Linked DNA regions of Sus scrofa: region 1 is linked to region 2. Evidence: chromatin contacts called from public promoter capture Hi-C data. All regions are on one chromosome and are shown on one strand. Each heading gives the region's core, a stretch centred on a gene start, on an enhancer-like site or on the middle of the called end of the contact. The rest is flanking DNA. Distances are from core to core; before and after follow the strand shown. Region 1 holds the start of ABHD3 (phospholipase ABHD3). Region 2 holds the start of ROCK1 (rho-associated protein kinase 1).

What was found. Promoter capture Hi-C pulls out the DNA fragments that hold promoters and counts their contacts.
Region 1: a promoter capture Hi-C map of liver shows a contact between it and region 2, with 5 times the contacts expected there. The contact joins the promoter of ABHD3 here to the promoter of ROCK1 in region 2. A contact is called at or near these places in 1 of 5 promoter capture datasets (liver) and 2 of 47 Hi-C or Micro-C datasets (heart right ventricle and liver).

The regions. Positions count from the first base shown.
Region 1 is chr6:106,916,268-106,919,196 of Sscrofa11.1, forward strand. ABHD3 (phospholipase ABHD3) reads right to left here and starts at 1,453. Exons shown (of 10, transcript XM_021096170.1): 1 at 1,433-1,453. The coding sequence starts at 1,438. It overlaps MIB1 (E3 ubiquitin-protein ligase MIB1), which reads left to right and starts at 1,728. Exons shown (of 21, transcript XM_003356369.4): 1 at 1,728-2,468. The coding sequence starts at 2,240.
Region 2 is chr6:106,313,525-106,316,533 of Sscrofa11.1, forward strand. ROCK1 (rho-associated protein kinase 1) reads right to left here and starts at 1,474. Exons shown (of 33, transcript XM_005653400.3): 1 at 432-1,474. The coding sequence starts at 524.

The sequences.
Region 1 (2,929 bases), core at 203-2,702, 600 kb after region 2:
TATGGAAGTTCCTGGGCTAGAGGCTGAGTTGGAGGTGCAGCCGCAGGCCTATGTCACAGACACAGCAACACCAAATCTGAGCCACATCTGTGACCTATGCTGCAGCTTGCAGCAACACCAGATCCTTAACCCACTGAAAAAGACTAGGGATTGAACCCATATCTTCACAGACACTATTTGGGTTCTTAGCCTGCTGAGCCTCAATGGGAACTCCTGGCTGGCCTATTTGGAACAAACATGTTAACTGTTTAGTTTCCAAAATAAGCTCTATTTGGAGTCCCCGTGGTGGCACAGCAGAAACAAATCCAACTAGGAACCATGAGGTTTCGGGTTCGATCCCTGGCCTCGCTCAGTGGGTTAAGGATCCGGCATTGCCGTGAGCTGTGGTGTAGGTTGCAGACACGGCTCAGATCTGGCGTTGCTGTGGCCCTGGTGTAGGCTGGCGGTAACAGTTCTGATTAGACACCTAGTCTGGAAACCTCCATATGCCGCAGGTGTGGCCCTAAAAAGACAAACCCCCTCCCCCCCAAAAAACCCAAAATAAGCCCTGTTTCGCCATACTGGTATTTTCCTATTTTATTTAATATGAAAAATTAAGAACATTTAATTAATTTCACTATATAATAATTCATGGGTTCCATTTTACACACCTTTTCTTTCCAACTGAATATTTCCTTCTGCTGAATATTTGTATTCTTTGCTTAATTGACTCTCAGGAAAAACAACAGTATGCTAACAATGCATCCGTGCTGGGCTGTGAACCAGTGGTTTTAAATCCTACACAAAGTCATTTAAGTAATAGCGGCCAGAATCCGCTCTTACGGTACACTTATTTTCCTTTCAGGGTTGTATTTTGCTATGGGAGGGGGGTGGAATTATTTAATGGATGGGAGTTGTTATAATGGGCAAAGTGCTTGTAAATCTCTTTCCCAGGAGCTTGTGCTGTTTGGAGTCTACTTGCCATCCTGACTCTGCACAAAAGCAAGACACACATCATTCATCACCATTCTGCTCAGCTTAAAAACACATCCCTAATCACATACTGCGGTCTGAAATGCTTTCAATTTACACAAACAAAAATACAGATTGCCCATAATTTGTCCTATTCCCCGCCCCATTAAAAAAGAAGACTAAAAGAACATGTAATCCCAAATTTCCACCCAGCACACCCAGGTACACAAGAATTTGAGGAAAGCCTGACCTCACCAGAGGGACCCAGTTTCAGCAACCCGGGTCGCATCCGGATCCTCACTTCCTCCAGTCCCACCTCCACCGCGGCCTGAGGGAGTTCCTTGCCCCGCCCCTTCCCTTACAGCCAATGGGGTGCGCCGCACCACCGGTCCACGACTACTCCGGGGAGCCACCCCTCCATCGCCTCAAGCTGGGGTGGATGTCTACCCCCCCTTTTTTTCCAGGCCGCGCGCATGCGCACTCTCATAAAGCCGTGGCGAGACGCTTAGGGATCAATTTTCCTCTCCTTTCTCTCCCCAGTCGCGCGGATCTCCAAAGCGCTTCCATCCTACTGTTGCTGAGAAGTCCCCTCCTAATCTCTCAGAGAAGGTGCTGCTCGGTCCTTGGGTGCTCCAGTACCCGGATGTGGAGCCGCTCTCGCCGGGCAGGGACTCTGTGGAGGGGCGGAGCGCGGCGGCGTGCGCGGGGGCAGAGAGAAGGGGGCCCCTGGGCCCGGACGCTAGCCGGACGCCGGGAGGTACCATCACTGCCCACGGGGGAGGAGGCGGCGCCGGCGCTCGGGCGTCCACCCTGGAGCAAGGGCCTGGGGGAGAAAACAGGCCAGCAGTTAGGCTTGCTCTCCGCCGACCGCGCCGTCTCTCCCGGGCTAGCCTCCCCCGGCCCCCCGCGCTCCCTGCGCTCCCGGCCGGGGGAGAGCGTGGTTTCCTGGCGGCCGTCGCTGTAGCCCGGCCCGGGAGCCCGGAGGAAGCGGGGGAGTCCCCGCCCACGGCCCCCTCCCCTCTGCCCGCCTGCCGCCGCCGCCGCCGCCTCCGAGCCGCTGCAGTCGGGCCTCCAGTCCGAGCGGGGGGCGCGGCGGCGGCGGCAACGGCTGGGGAGCGGCTGTGGGCTTGGCGGTGACTGCACCGCCGCCCCCGTGAGTTATTCCCACGTTCCCCGGGGCTCGCTGCCGCCCCCGCCGGCGCCGAGAGTCCGGCCGGGGCCCAACTCCCTCACGGGCCCTCCGGCGGCAGCGGCGGCGGCGGCGGCGGAGCCCACCGCCGGGGCCCCGATGAGTAACTCCAGGAATAACCGGGTGATGGTGGAAGGGGTCGGCGCCCGAGTAGTGCGCGGCCCGGACTGGAAGTGGGGGAAGCAGGACGGCGGCGAGGGCCATGTGGGCACGGTCCGGAGCTTCGAGAGCCCCGAGGAGGTGGTGGTGGTGTGGGACAACGGCACCGCGGCCAACTACCGCTGCTCCGGGGCCTACGACCTGCGCATCCTGGACAGCGCGCCCACCGGTAAGCGGCGGCCACCTGGCCCCCGGCTTGCGCGCGTTGGGGAAAGGGGGAGGCCGGGGAGAAGTGCGTCGCGAGGCTTGAAAGAGGCCCGCTGTTGGAACGCCTCGCCCTCAGCGCCGGGCTGGAGCGGAAAGAGAATGAGTCGAAAGAATTTTAGGTTCTTTACCTGGTAAACAAAAACTTACAGAGAAGACCCCTCCCCCGCCCCAATTCCCTGCACTCAATTCGCAAGAGAAACGGTGGCAGCAGCCTCACCGGGATGCTTTCAAGCCTGAAGACACAAAGCATCGGGAAAACAACAGACACTTCCCCTCCTTCTCTAGGGAAGGGATCTGGAGAGGCCTTTCTAACAAGCCATTGAAATTAATCAGCCACCGAGTGATAACTGTCCGAAGGGAGGCTTGCCTTGCCATATGGTGCGTAGTTGATGGGTTACAATTGCCGAGGGGCCATTGGTACCT
Region 2 (3,009 bases), core at 224-2,723:
ATAGATTCTATATTGTCACAAGTCTAAAAATTAAACCCTTAAGGAGGTAAATCGCTGAAAATGGAAAACAGTCTTTTCCAATCTTACTGTCAAACCGATCAGAAAGATTAATATTACTAAAATCGCCAATCAACAAACTATACACATAGTAATAAGCTGGACGGGGTAACTATGATGCCTGCAAGTTTATTAAGTGTCTTTTGTGTAATGATGAACTGAGTCAGAACTACAAGTTGAGAGAGTAGTTAGTACAATGATAAACAGGGCCACAGCACGAGATTTTAGTGGTACTCCAATATTCTTCACAAACACCACCAGATTTTGGTGTTTTCCACACCTGAATTTTTCTTTTGCCGATAACCAGACTGAAAGCAAGAGGAAGGAAATAAACAGAGAACCTCAGACAAGCAAAAGAGAACTGGGCTACTCACCAGCAAACAATCTGAATTCACTTCCGATTTGGGATCCCGCAGCAAGTTGTCGATTTTTTCAAACCGAGTCTCAAAACTGTCCCCAGTCGACATGTTGCTGCTACTGTGACAATACCCTCGTACCAGCACAAGCAGCGGAAAGCAATTTCAGCCAACTTCCTCCGGCGGTGGGTTCGCGGCCGCCGGGCGGAGGAGCCGGAACTCCAGGGTCACCAGGTGCGCGCGGTCCCCCTCCTCCCCCTCACTAAGGGGATCTCCGCTCTCCAGACCCCGGGCCGGGGGCGACGGCGACCCACAGCCGCTCGGATGCCCAAAGTAGCATCCCACCCGGCAGCCCCTCACGACAGCCGACAGCGCCGTCGCCACCAGACTTGTCGCTCCAGGCAAATGCTTCAGCCTAGCGGGCCCCGGCCGCCTTGGCCATGGAGAGTTCCCGGTCCCGAGATGGGCAGGAGGGGGTAGAGAAAGAGAAGCAGGGTGGAGACTCCTCCGGGCAGCAGGGGAGGGAGAGGAGGAAAGGCGAAAGCGAAGGGCGGGTGCGGAGCCGTGCCAGCTGCCGCCGCCGCCGCCGCCTGGGCCCCCGGCCGGGCCCGCTCCGTTCTGAGGCGCTGGAGGCGGTCTAGCCCTGCATCCCCGGCACCACTTGGCCCGGCCCGACGCACCGACCCGCGCCGGCCAAGAGCTGGTCCCCGAGGGATAGCCTCACTCTCCCATTTTGTCCTGGCGCTGCTGGGGCTGCTGCTGTGGCGTCCGGCGGGGCAGGGCGAGGTCGGTGCCCGATGGAGACTTAGGAGAGGACAGGCTGGAGAGCGGCCGGTAAAGGAGATGAGAGTCGGGTCCCGGCGGCTGCTGCTGGGGGAGCTCCTGGGAGGTGCTGCGGCCCCGGCTGGGGAAAGGGCGAGTCGCGACGGCGAACGCTTTGGGGGGTGGGGCGATGGGGGCCGTGAGGGACTAATATGTCCGCCTTCCTGTTCAAACAAACGGAGACCGCCGGCGTAGACTGCGCATGCGGGGCGCGGACGTTCGGAAGGGGAACCGGGCCTGCCTCGCGCGCGCGCGCGCGCGCGCACTCCGGCGCCTCCGCAGGGCCGGGCGGGGCTGGGTTGGGCGGGGCCGGACGGAAGGCGTGGCGCACCCCGGGCTTCGCGGGCGGGCGGGGTAGGCTGGCAGCCGTGAGGAGCCGACCGGGTGCGGCAGGCAGCGTAACCCTCTCGCCGGCAGGCTCTAGGGAGCCACGCAGCGCTTAGGAAGCGGCTGTGAGAGTCCGGGCTGGGGAGGAGCTCTTGCTGCCTCTAGTCGCGTCCTGGCCGCTGCCTCAGCTCCGCTTCCTTTGGGCTGCAACCGTCGGGTGAATTCTGGCAAGAAAGAAAGGGTGCTTGTTATTGTTATTTTGGAGCTAAGTGGGTTTTTGTTTTTGTTGTCGTTTGTTTCTTGTTTTAAGGGCAAATACCTTTCCGCCGGCAGGCATCAGCATTTTGGCACCACCGGTTTCAGGTCTTCAGTAGTACTGAGTGAACTCCACATGGTTTAACTCGCCTGTGCTTCCATGGGAAAATTACGAAGCAATGCAGTTCATAACCCTCCTAAACCGAGCGTGTGTGTCAGGGGAGCATTAAAATATTGACTCCGGAAGATCTAGTCAGTAGAAATCAAACTCAGTTTAGTTTAAAAAACAAGCCAAATAATAATTATAATCTCGTAGGAAAAATCCGTATTTTTAAGTTAATGTTACTAGTTGTCCTACACCATTGTAGTTCACTTATTGATGCGTAATCCTGACGTTTCAATTTCAAAACATTCAGTGAAACTTGGAATTGTGATTTTACCAGACTAAAGTAGAACGTGAAAATAATGGGCATGTCCTCTTAAATAAGTTGCGTCATTGACTGTACTGAGAGAGTGAGACTGTTCCCCAATCTGCTGATAAAGTTATGTTCCTCACTGCTTTCAGCAGGAAATCTACCGTAATTCGTATGTAGTCAATCTTTAGTTTTGCTCATAGGTCAAATGAAGTATTGCCAGAAATAAAAAATGTAAATGTTTTATCCCACACTGGAAAATGCTGCAGATGAACCAATTGTCTTTGTATGTAAAAATCACTGTGCAGCGTCTGAACAGTTCACCAACTTTCTGAAGTGAGTCAGGGTTTAGGAAAAGTTATATTATTTGAAAAATGTCTCTTCTCTTTTCATTGCATTAGATACAAGAAATAGATGTAAAATCCACTGTATAAATCAAGATAGGAAGTCCTCACAAGAATCATATCAAAAACAACTAGATGGGGAGTCCCCATTATGGCTCAGTGGTTAATGAATCCGACTAGGAACCATGAGGTTGTAGGTTCCCTCCCTGACCTTGCCCAGTGGGTTAAGGATCCGGCGTTGCTGTGAGCTGTGGTGTAGGTCACAGACGAGGCTCGGATCCCTTGTTGCTGTGGCTCTGGTGTGGGCCAGCAGCTACAGCTCCGATTAGACCCCTAGCCTGGGAACCTCCATATGCCGCAGAAGTGGCCCTAGAAATAGCAAAAAGACAAAAAAAAAAAAAACCTAGATGGAATTCAGGTATTTCATTAAATGCT